4 separate regions of the Danio rerio genome follow, and regions 1, 3 and 4 are each linked to region 2. The links are chromatin contacts, called in public Hi-C and HiCAR-type maps. All regions are on one chromosome and are shown on one strand. Each heading gives the region's core, a stretch centred on a gene start, on an enhancer-like site or on the middle of the called end of the contact. The rest is flanking DNA. Distances are from core to core; before and after follow the strand shown.

Region 1 (2,995 bases), core at 139-2,638, 430 kb after region 2:
GTTAATAAATATGCTACCACACATCATGGACCCTCTTCAAGATGCTCTTTCATATGCAACCTGTAACTGTAGCCATATCTGTAAGCTTTACCACACACAGAGCACTGGAAGGGTCTCTCCTTTGAGTGGGTCAGTTTATGTTTGTTAAGAATGTAAATGCGTTTAAAGCCCTTCCCGCACTCCGAGCATATATAAGGTCTTTCTCCAGTGTGATCTCTCTGGTGCACCTTTAAGTCATAGGTGTCGAAAAACCTCTTGTCACACTGGTCACATGTGATTGGCCGGTCACCGGCGTGTCTACGCAAGTGGATTTTCAAATAAGACGGCTTGGCAAACTTCATCCCGCAATGCTCACAAGCATATGGTTTCTGTCTCCTGTGGATTTTCCTGTGATCCGTGAGCAGATCAGACCGCTGAAATCCTTTTCCACAGGTTTCACACATAAACCGCTCTTCTTTGCAGGACGTTTTGCCGGAACCTGGTTTCTTTGGATTTTGTGTGGTGTTTTCTTGTATTATCACATAAGTGATTTCTTCACCCGACACATCAGAATTCATTTTAGTTGGAATAATTTGATTGGTTGTTTTACACTGCTCTGTGGAACATCTCATTGAATGGCTTGGTGCATCACTTCCTTTTCGTTTTCTTGTCGTTTTCTGCTTGCCAGTGCATTTCTTGCTTAAATCAGCTTTGTTCGTTTTGATTTCAGAGTCTTCCTCCATTTCAACTGGAGGTATTAGGCCTGTTGGTAAGATTTGCATGCCAAAATCCACATTTTCCTCTTTAATAACTCCAGGAGAATGAGGAAACATTTCTGGTTCGTTAAAGTCAAGAGATGAAGAATCTTGATCAGGTTCCAGTTTGACTTCTATCTCTGGCTCCATGGAGTTGGTTTGCGATGTGAATGTACTATTGTTTTCACTTTTTAAGCATCCTGTCATCATAAGTTGCAGTGAGGCTGCTTTTGGAGATGGCAAACCTTGCTCCATTATAACCAAGTCTTCGACTTTTGATGGCCAAAGCTCTAATTCAGCTGTAGAAGCTCTTCATGACCCATTTCCATGGTTCCACCAGTGCTAAGACAGAAAAGGCAGATATTATATATATATATATATATTAAAAAGGTACTAGTGAGCAGTACTCATAATGACATGTCTTTAGTCACTTAACGTTACTTAAAACTATAATATCCATCAAACGCGTCCGTGCTAAATAAACACTTCACGACCAAAAATGACCTTCTTACATTTAGTTTAAGATTGTTTAATAGATAAGTAATAAATATACGCTGCACTTGCAGGCTTATGACAGTCCACTCACCGTTCACTTGAAATCTGAAAAGAACTTGTGATGTTGTCTTGCTAAAAGATGAAGAGAGGTTTCCATCGTGACGTGATTCTTCTTCGGTGGCTTTTGTAACAAAGAAGCAGTGACTTTTGGGCACACCGCCCTCTACTGCGCGGGATGGAGAACAATAATAAGTAGGCATACGTTTTATACCTATACCGTTTAAGCTATGATAAATATGTTTTGTGTGGGTTAAAATATCCATATTATAAAGTAATTATAATATATGTACAGTGGTTTATGCAAACTACAAAGCAAATGCAGAAAAATTGTTCATTCGTTCATTAATTTTCTTTTCGGCATAGTCCCTTGAATATTCTGGAGTCGCCACAGCGGAATGAACTGCCAACTTATTCAGCATATGTTTTATGCAGCGTATGCCCTTCCAGCTGCAACCTATCACTGGGTAACATCTATGAAAAATTGTTACATTACTTAATTTTTAAATAAATATAATTGTACTTTGTGTACAGTGGTCCATATTTCATGGAATTTTAAATACAAGGCAATAAATATATAATAGTCAAGAACAGTTTTTACTTCCAGTTTTCCTGTTAGGCATGCTGTCCCATGCCCATGGTTCTCTCTCTAGTTTCCAGAGCGAGGGGGGAATTAAAGCTCAGGTAGGTCTCAAGAACTCCCCAGCTTATTTATGGTTAATGACAAATTAGGGATTGCTATATGGAGATATACTGCTGATTAAGAGTTTGTCTATGGTACTAATTTGATTTGATCATTTCACCTATGTCACATGGGGAGAACATGTAAACTCTAGGGACTTGAACCAGTGACATTCTTGATGTGAGGCAACAGTACTAACCACTGGACCGCCATGTCACCCTATCAGGAAAAAAGGAGAAGTAGGGGTGGAAGGGGGGATTCTTCAAGAAAATGACTGAAGTAAGAAACTTTGTTATTTATAGTGAGCTATGAATCATTTGATTGGTGGATAATGCAGTAGCTAATGCAGGACCAGCTGTGGTCAATCATAAACACAATCCTCTTGAAACTAGTTTCACTTTAAAAAATTCACTTAAATCTATTACTTATTTTACTCATGATAAATAACAATGCAAAGCTGCATACACTAAAATGTGACCGTACATTCGTTCTGCACAATAGTTTGTGCCATTAAATATACAAATAAAAACTATTTGAATGTCTGTTTAACATTTACAGTTTAATTCTGGTTACAATCAATTTTCAATTATTTATAACCCAAACACTATCTTCTATTATTATGTATGAATATATTGCAGTAAGTTTAAATATTTATGATAAACAATTATATTGTACTGATTACGTTTTTAACACAAGACAATTGAGAAAATTTAAACAAACACACAAAAAGTATTATGAGAAAATATGTTTAATATATATAAATTATTTTCAGATCACAGAAACAACAACTAGCATTTGGTAACACAAAAATAAGGCCTCATTTGTTGCAAAAGTTAACATGAACTAATATATAAAGTTGAAATCAGAATTATTAGCTGCCCTTTGAAATCTTCTTTCTTTTTTAAATATTTCCCAAATGAATTTTAAGAGCAAGAAAATTTTCACAGTATGTCTGATATTTTTTCTACAGGAGAAAGTCTTATTTGTTTTATTAAAAAAAAAAAACATTAAGGTCAAAATTATTAGC
Region 2 (2,919 bases), core at 318-2,817:
TCCTGTTGGTGTGGGTTTTCTCTGGGTGCTCCAGTTTCAAGTTTCAAGCTCAGTCCAAAGACATGCGCTATATGAATATGAATTGGGTAAGCTAAATTGACCGTAGTGTATGTGTGTGAAGGAGAGTGTATGGATGTTTTCCAGTACTAGGTTGCAGCTGGAAGGCCATCCGCTGTGTAAAACATATGCTGGATAAGTTAGCCGTTCATTCCTTTGTGGCGACCCCTGATGAATAAATAAATAAGCTGAAGGAAAATTAATGAAAAATGTTACTTTCGTCCCGCTCTCCCCTAATATTATTACTACAATCAAACCTGATTGTATATATATATATATATATATATATATATATATATATATATATATATATATATATATATATATATATATATATATATATATATATATATATATATATATATATATATATATATATATATACTTGACTATCAGTTTTTAACAATTTAAAACATCTTTCTAGTTATTTTAAACTTTTAAATCATTACAACCCTTTACAGAATTGTTAAGAATTTTAACAAAAAAGGAGACATGCATGTTAATTTTTAATACTCTCCTGAGAAAGACATGTCATATGAAGCATGTTTACATATAGTACAACAGACAGAATGATAGTTTCTTTAATACTGGAAGTGACCTGGATGAGACTCTTTTTGCATAGAGATGGTTGATTGGAGTGTTGTTTATTTTGAACTGCCTGGTGTTCTTTAGAAAAATCTGGAAAATATTTTCAAGGGTTTTTTTAATAGCAAATTTTCTGCATTCTGAACTATATGTATACATTTTTATGTGGAAAAACCTTACATGGACAGTACTGCAAAAAAAAACAAACAAAAAAAAACATTGCATTTATATTAATGTATTATATTTATGATGATTATAATATAATAAACTAATGTATATAATTTGATGCCAGGTCTCTGCTGTGTAAATAAAATGCTCCACCCATACAGTTTTTATTTTTGCATATTGCAATGATTAACGCACTATACTTTTAAATAAATGCTACACTGCACTGTTCTCATTGTCGTGTCTCTTTGGTTTCCGCTGTCTCTGTCGATAATTTAAAATTGTTTAATACTGTAAATGTGTAAATTTACATCCTGCATAAAAGTAAAAAGCAAATAGCAAATAAACAGAAATAAGTGTTCGCGACTGACACCTAACGTTAGCTTTAGACATTTGAATTTTCACAGCGTCTAACAATACTACCTGTTTCCTAAATCGTTCGAGATTTTCATAAAGCATGTAACTGACAACAAGTTATAAATAAGAGTATTTTCATTTTAACCAGTCGTAAAAATGTATGTGCGTGTATTGGTCTTCAGGTTATTACACATATTTACGTGTAATATATAACGTATATGTATTTACGAATACATATTTTACGATCATTAATTTTTTTCTAACATACCTTTAAATCTTACGTGTAGAACCAAAATATGTATAAACCGTTTTTGTAACTTGGCATTGCTTTACAGTCAGGCAGTTGCCCAATATACTATAGCAGCGCTCAGGCATATTCTCGGGCACCTACGGGTCCTTCTTCCTTTTCCTCGTCCCTGAGCGAGCCGACGCCAAGATGGTGAGTCGAGTGGGGAAAAATGAATATAATAATCTGATTAAATCTTCACCATCCGACGACGTAATAGTGTCATTTCGAGCGTAAAACACAATAAACATATATTATGGCCAATTTGTAGCTTCATTTGAACGATGTGCTGATTATTACCACAACGAAAGATGATAGTTTTCCAGTTCGGACCATCGTGTTACTCTTATCCAGTGCACGGGCAATGAAGAAAAACAATATTAGTGAGTGGGAACATATTTTTGTCCGTGGACATAAAGTAATAAATACGTGAAACCTTAGCACTTAATTTGGCCCTTGTATTTAGTGTCGAGCCTGTGAAGCTAACATGGCTAAACTGCTAACCATGGTTTAATACTCGCGAAGCTATGATGTTTTCTACATGGTTATCAGTTCATATTTGCAAAACGATTCTGATGTTCGTCAAGTAACTTAACTCTGTTGGATTCTTTTGTAACGATATATTGCTTTAAAGTGTCTTGAGTAAGAAATGAAGCTGTCATGCCAAGAAATACGAACTTTGTTCTTTGAGAAAAGCTCTCATGCAAGTTTAGCTCGGGGGTTTCTGTTAATTTGCATTATTATTATTGCTAGATTTAAAAGATGGTTTAATCCGGATTTTAATGTCACTTTGCAGAACGACACAGTCACTGTCAGGACCAGAAAGTTTATGACAAACCGGCTGCTTCAGAGGAAGCAAATGGTAAGTTGGTTGCAAATTTGATTTCCTTGCTTACTGAAGACAAAATGTGTATAATAAGATGCATTTGCTCATTCATGTTTTTTTAAAAATATATATATATTTTCAGATTGTCGATGTCCTGCATCCGGGCAAAGCAACAGTCCCTAAGACAGAGATCAGGGAAAAGCTTGCAAAAATGTACAAAACCACCCCTGATGTGGTGTTCGTCTTTGGCTTCAAAACACAGTTTGGTGGTGGCAAGACAACAGGGTTCGGCATGATCTACGATTCTTTGGACTACGCCAAGAAGAATGAGCCCAAATACAGGCTGCAGAGGGTATGCCATTCACTGATGCTTATAGTGCTGCATGATTAATATATAAAGTTGAAGTATTAAGGTACCACCTTTCACATCATTGTCTTAGACTGAGAAAACAGACTTGTGAGTTCTCTTTTTTTTTCTGTCTGTTTTAATTGCTTTCTAAAGCAAGTTCTTCAAACATTTAAGAGAGAGTTTATCTATAAATTAAAACCCATTAACTCACCCTTAACATGTTTCAAACCTTTTAGTTTTGTTCTGATGAACCCAAAATTTGTTTTGAAGATAGCTTAAACCCTGTAACATTGT
Region 3 (2,991 bases), core at 342-2,841, 340 kb after region 2:
ACAATTTTGATATCACGATCAGGAAAATGTAAAACAAAAACAATGAGGTACAATCTTGAGGTGATTGGCACCAAACGTTGCAGTTGTCTTTGCTTGTACATTCTGTTGTACAATCATTTCATATTCTAAACTGGTCAGAAGAAAGAAAAAAAACAAAAAACTAATTGTGATTTTTAGTCTTGCAAAACTGTATGTAGTTAGATGCTGTGACATCCTAATATTTATCTAATAAATATGTATTCAGATGAAACAAGATTGCGGTTTTTCTGGTCTTTTATTAAGTGTGTGCTTCAATAGCTGCAAAAACCACAGGTTTTACAAGAAAACAACCACAGACAAAGCAAGCAGAACTCTTTGGTAACCACTGGCAGACTAATAAAAAGGCATCCTCAAGAGAACACATTGAGGAAAAATAAAGTAGTAGAAAGTTGGACTTAAACTTTAGAATTGATTCACTAAGATTTGTTCTGAGACATTGGCTGCCTTGAGTAGTTTTGTCTATTTAAATAATTACTTTGCTACCATTGGTGTATGCAAATGTGAGCAATGTGTTGCAAGTAGTGAGAAATGTAAATTAAATCTAGACATACTACGTTTACCAAATATTCAAGCTACAAAAAAGTTTATTTTTCTTCATAATTCTTTAAAAAAATACAAAATAAGAACATCCGCAAATTCAAATTAAAATAGGTAAAAAAAAATTTTTTTAAAAGTAAACCAATGAGACATGAGTGAATATTTATGTTAATAAAAAGAAGAAAAAAAACTAAAAAGACTTAGAATTTCATTTGGTAGATCATTTTTGTTGAAGGATATAACATTTCCCTGGTGAAAAAAACAGCATATGCTGGTAAGGTATGTTTTGATACTGCCTTGCTGGTTTCAATGCTGGTTTTGCCCAGCATTGAGACCAGCAAGACCAGCATCGAGACCACCAGAACCAGCATTAAAAGCAGCATACCAGACCAGCACACCAGCTTTAATACATATACCTTACCAGCATACTCAATGCTGTTTTTTTCAGCAGGGTTGACATGCGAAATAGACTAGAAGTTCAGGAAACGTTTTTAAGCATTGTTTTAGTGTGAGTGAAAGCAAATCGCATCTTTTAAGAAAAGTAGAAAATTTTCTTTGTCCAAATAAAAAAGGTTGAATCGAATATTGGCAAATTATAGTCAGGTACAACCTAAGTACAGTCAAATTCCCTTTTTTTTTTGTTGTTTCAAACGTTTAGGCGTTATGACTTTTATGATATACATCTAAATTAAGACTTATATTTATAGAGTATAAATAATGAGATAAAAGACGAAATAATGCCTAAACAAACGTGATGCCTTGCTAAGCTCATAGACGAGACAAAACTCTGTTAAAAAGCTATAATAAACTCTGGGGCGATCATTTTTAGATAAAATGCGATTTCATACTTGCCTTTAATAATAAAAAATGACTATCCAAGTTTTGTTTACAGTTATGAAAATAATTTCTTTTTGACTCCTCACACCACGTGGCGCCGCTGTTGCCTTCATTTTGACCGTTTTACACGACCTCATGCCTTTAACCGTAGAAGAACACGTCACGTGTTTTTGTGTACAGTTGACAGCTCGATGGTGAACGCGGTTATAACCTTGAACACTGATTATTTTCTTTCATGTATTTGTTGATGGGTTTTCAACTCTACAGCAAGAATGTTACAGATGAAAAGCCGTTTGAAATATTGCTCTGTCTCACTCGCTGCGAGCAGGCTGCTTTCAGGACCAGGAAAGAACCCTGTTGTGTTTATGGATATTGCAGCTGACGGCGAGTTCATTGGAAGAATTATTATTGAGGCAAGTCGTGCTTTATTATTATACTTGTTGTAAGTAACGTTAACTAAGAATAAATGAACGAAGAAAGACCGAAAAGTCGATTTATTATACAAATATATCAATTCACAAAGTACATTTTTTATTAGTTTATTATAATAGTAATACATTTCTTCTTGCCATGTCTTCCAATGACAGAAAGTAACATGATAAATGATATCGTTTTTAGCAGTCATTTTAATGTTAAATACGACTAAATGTATAGAATTACAATATTTTTGCTAGTAGTATTATTTTATTAATTAATCATCAAATATTCTAAAGACCGGTTTTCATATTTTATTTGCAGCTTTTCGCTGATGTTGTACCCAAAACTGTTGGTAAGAACACGTGCATTTCATCCAATATAATGACTATACTGTGGAACCTAACCCTAACTTGCAAAACATACAACCAACTGAATATATTCAATAAACAATAAAAAAGTATATAATATAACAACTAAACATCAATGCGTAAGGATAAACAAATAATACACGATGGTTCTTGTCTTTCAGCAAACTTTCGCGCCCTGTGTACAGGAGAGCATGGTTTTGGATATAAAGGTTCAGTGTTTCACAGAATCATCCCAGAGTTCATGTGTCAGGTGACTATTATTTTGCTACAGTTTTTTATTGTTTTTGTGTAAAAAGTTTGGTCCCAAGGCCATTTATTGACTGATGTTCTGTTGACAGGGTGGAGATTTCACTAATCACAATGGCACTGGTGGAAAGTCTATATATGGAAAGAAATTTAACGATGAGAATTTCAAGCTGAAACACACTGGAGCAGGTGATGTCACTCACTATTGTATACTACTTCCCATGAGCAGGCACAATAATAAAGGGTATTATATAAATAATAAAAGACCATAATACGGTCCGTCCATCCATTCAGGGTCAGGATTAAATGGGGGCATGTGTCATAAATGGCACAAAAAAATATAAACACTTTTTTTAAGATGCAAAAAATAGTCATACATTTTTGGTTTACATTTTTTTGTTGTGTTAAAAATTTATAATTTACGTTCAGCTTTAAATTGTTTTTGTTATAAACAGTTTCTAGTAGTTGGTTAAAATGATCGGTACAATTAAAATACAGCCATAAAAGACCACATAAATGCTGTTGATGTATGTGAAAATGCACCTGG
Region 4 (2,783 bases), core at 178-2,677, 320 kb after region 2:
CAGTGTGTGTGCGTGTGTGTACACATGTGGAAGTGTGTGTGTTCGTTAAGAGAGTGTGTGTGTGCTCGTTTACATTCCCCCAGCAATAAAGGCGCTGGAGACAGCTGAGCAGTCTTCATAGTCATTACTGGCTGATCGATTTAGAGAGGAAAGAGCCAAGACAGACGTCTGTCTCTCTGCAGCAGCAGACTCAGAAAGAGAGAGAAACCGAGAGACTCATGACACCACCCTCTCTGTTCAAATAGCCAGAGCAGGTTATTTTTTTTCTCATCTACTGTCTGTGAAGTAGATTTAGAGAAGAAAGAGGGGCATTGTTCTATGTATGAACGCGTCTTAGGGGAAAGGGAATATTTTATAAGGTCCCTTGCAGAATCTGTTTGATGGCAAAGTAAGACTAGAGGTGCAGCACTACTGAAACAGTCCCTGGCTTTTGTTTGTCTTCTGTATGCAGTCTGGAGCATGCTTTATTTATTGCTGTCAGGAGCATGTATAATATGTTATATTACATGGTAATATAATTTTTCAAGGCATATTTATATAGGAATTTTATTATTTGATTAGAGAAAAATGTATTTAAATGCTAATAATTACATTATGCCACTTTACAATTTGACATATTATAAATTTAAAATAAAAACTTTTCAGAGAAAATAAATAGTTCTCAGGGTGTTTGCCTTTTATTATCATAATTCATTTCCCCCTTGTTTTTAGCAATAGGTCAATACAAGATGTTAAATATAAGAACCTTGTTAGCATAAAATTAAAGTGTATTAAAAGAAAAGAATATCATGACAGGATAACCTGGTTTTAAGTATTATTTTTTGGAACCTAAAAAAGTTATTTTGTTCATTTTAATTTCATTACATTGTTTTAATTAAATGGCTTGTTACGGTTAATACATGTCAAAAAATATGACAGTGACCATTTACAATGACAAAATCTATCAAATTTTCTTACAAAAATGCTAGTCTATAAAACACACAACAGTTATTTGATAATTAATTATTGTGAATCTAAATTTTACTCTTGCCATCAATGACTCAGCTAGTAATGACTATCTAAATAGTGTCAGTTGCAAAGTGTGAGGGGCATTTGTATGAAGAGCACTTAAATGCAGCGCTACTTCAGCCATATGCGGCGTGTAGAATCGATTAGACCAGGATCTGGCTATGTGCCAACTGCTGCCATCCCGAAACGACTCCATCACCATGGCGAGAGGCTCATTTTGTCACCCCTCACAGGAGTAAAGTGCTGCCAGGACACATCCCCGGCATGACTCACTGTCCTCAGCACTGATTTTCATCTTCCATTTCTTGCTCTTTCTCTCCCCGTCTTCGTCATTCTGCCTTCACGACAGGGGAAGACAGCTCTTCTGTGGTAGGATCGCTGCTCAAAGTGCACTGCAGACCAAAAGCATATGATCCTATGAGAAGCATAATGACAGGCTGTTAAAGACGATCCCAGGCACTCGTGCATTTCTACTGTAATAGTAGTGACCTCTAGTGGCGAAGATATGAACTGATTAAAACATTGCAATATTTTTGACATCTTTCTCACCATTGTTTATATTAGGGGTGAGCTGTTTATGGATTGCCACAATTGTGAAGTAATACTATTTAAACACATGTGAATCAGATCAGGCAAAATCTTTAGACTAAGTAGAAACGTCCGTGCTGGTTAGAGCTAAACTCCAGACACTTCAAAAGTGGGACAAACCTCCAGCTTATTGAGGGTTAGAGATTTGAACAAGCTGCTAACCCTAAGAAATACCAACATTTAAACATAAGTGATAACTCAAATTGTTATACTTAAGCAAGAGATTGTGCAAAGCTATCAGTTTTATGATTTACACTAAAACAGATGCCACATTCCATAGATTTATGCTTCGTTTACACGGCAATTCTATAGCCAAAACAGGAAAGTTTTTCCCCTGTTTCACGTTTACATGACAACATTTTGAAAACGATATCTTTACATAATTGTGAAAGCAAATAAAACTTCTGTATAACATAGGAAAGGCCAGTATTTGGCACGGTCTCCTTAGTAAACAGTACCTGTAGGTAGGTAATGATGTGCAGTTGGGGGTGAGGTAGAATTTGCCATATTTGCTAGATGTGTCTCTGCTGTCGGCTGTAATGTGAAGTAAATCCATACTTTGTATTGCCAAAGTCAAACACTTTAGCAACAACACTAGCACATATTCCAGCGTTATTTTTTGTTTTCGCTTGCCTTTGATCTACACCTAAACATTAACCATGCACACGCATTGTTATCATTTTTAAAAACTCTAATTTTCAGGTGTTTACACTGACACAACGGTGCCATTTTCAAAACAAAAAAAAAGTCTTTTTTGAGACCCATTTTGAGTCTCTATAACATCATTGTCATGTAAATGAACAGGTAAAATCTATAAAAAGTTTCGAATATTTTGCTAAAAACTTGGTCGTGTAAACAGTCTCTTAGATTAAAGGATAGACCTATAGAATAGCCTTCCAGCTGCATAATAGCACAGTGGACAACAAAAATCAGAACAGTTTAGAAACAACCTTTCCCATCATGTCAGTGAGTTTTACTTCTGCTAAATAGCTAAAATGAGAAAGATTGCTGTTAAGCTAAAATGTGCATGGTGTCCTTGCCAAAGATCTTTGCTGATCTGCCGTTCTCTCTGTTTGTTTCTTCCTCTAGCTCTCCTATCGTCCTGGTGCGAGGAGCTGGGACGACTGCTTTTGTTGCGGCATCAGAAGAATCGTCAGAGCGATCCCCAGGGCAAAGTACCCTTGCAG

Evidence for each region. A called contact is a pair of places that touch in the nucleus more often than the background predicts. HiCAR-type assays count read pairs that join an accessible place to other places.
Region 1: a Hi-C map of hematopoietic stem cells shows a contact between it and region 2, with 3 times the contacts expected there. The contact joins the promoter of wu:fj13e08 here to the promoter of rps24 in region 2. A contact is called at or near these places in 4 of 18 Hi-C or Micro-C datasets (caudal fin, embryo, hematopoietic stem cells and 1 more) and 2 of 4 datasets of contacts at active chromatin or transcription factors (caudal fin and embryo).
Region 3: a HiCAR-type map of caudal fin shows a contact between it and region 2, with 6 times the contacts expected there. The contact joins the promoter of ppifa here to the promoter of rps24 in region 2. A contact is called at or near these places in 3 of 18 Hi-C or Micro-C datasets (caudal fin, embryo and fibroblasts) and 2 of 4 datasets of contacts at active chromatin or transcription factors (caudal fin and embryo).
Region 4: a contact with region 2 is called in a HiCAR-type map of caudal fin, with 6 times the contacts expected there. The contact joins the enhancer-like site here to the promoter of rps24 in region 2. A contact is called at or near these places in 7 of 18 Hi-C or Micro-C datasets (caudal fin, embryo, hematopoietic stem cells and 1 more) and 2 of 4 datasets of contacts at active chromatin or transcription factors (caudal fin and embryo).

What each region holds. Positions count from the first base shown.
Region 1 is chr13:34,047,397-34,050,391 of GRCz12tu, forward strand. wu:fj13e08 reads right to left here and starts at 1,389. Exons shown (of 2, transcript XM_002664185.7): 1 at 1,321-1,389; 2 at 1-1,076. The coding sequence starts at 989. The coding sequence ends at 24. paox (polyamine oxidase) reads right to left here. Exons shown (of 7, transcript NM_001328052.1): 7 at 2,699-2,995.
Region 2 is chr13:33,619,961-33,622,879 of GRCz12tu, forward strand. It overlaps rps24 (ribosomal protein S24), which reads left to right and starts at 1,568. Exons shown (of 5, transcript NM_001012316.1): 1 at 1,568-1,603; 2 at 2,247-2,312; 3 at 2,419-2,628. The coding sequence starts at 1,601. LOC141377021 (a long non-coding RNA gene) reads right to left here and starts at 1,490. Exons shown (of 3, transcript XR_012388777.1): 1 at 1,433-1,490.
Region 3 is chr13:33,964,782-33,967,772 of GRCz12tu, forward strand. It overlaps ppifa (peptidylprolyl isomerase Fa), which reads left to right and starts at 1,592. Exons shown (of 6, transcript NM_001004626.1): 1 at 1,592-1,826; 2 at 2,152-2,182; 3 at 2,360-2,448; 4 at 2,537-2,633. The coding sequence starts at 1,686. It also overlaps a transcript of zmiz1a not described here.
Region 4 is chr13:33,942,929-33,945,711 of GRCz12tu, forward strand. It overlaps zmiz1a (zinc finger, MIZ-type containing 1a), which reads left to right. Exons shown (of 22, transcript NM_001113339.1): 5 at 2,686-2,783. Among named protein-coding and RNA genes, the nearest start is that of ppifa, 22 kb to the right of the region's middle. Within about 2 kb of position 1,428, at least 25 of the 62 cell types and tissues checked have an H3K27ac peak or open chromatin away from gene starts, as enhancers often do. A contact at or near this core is called in caudal fin, where this site is marked.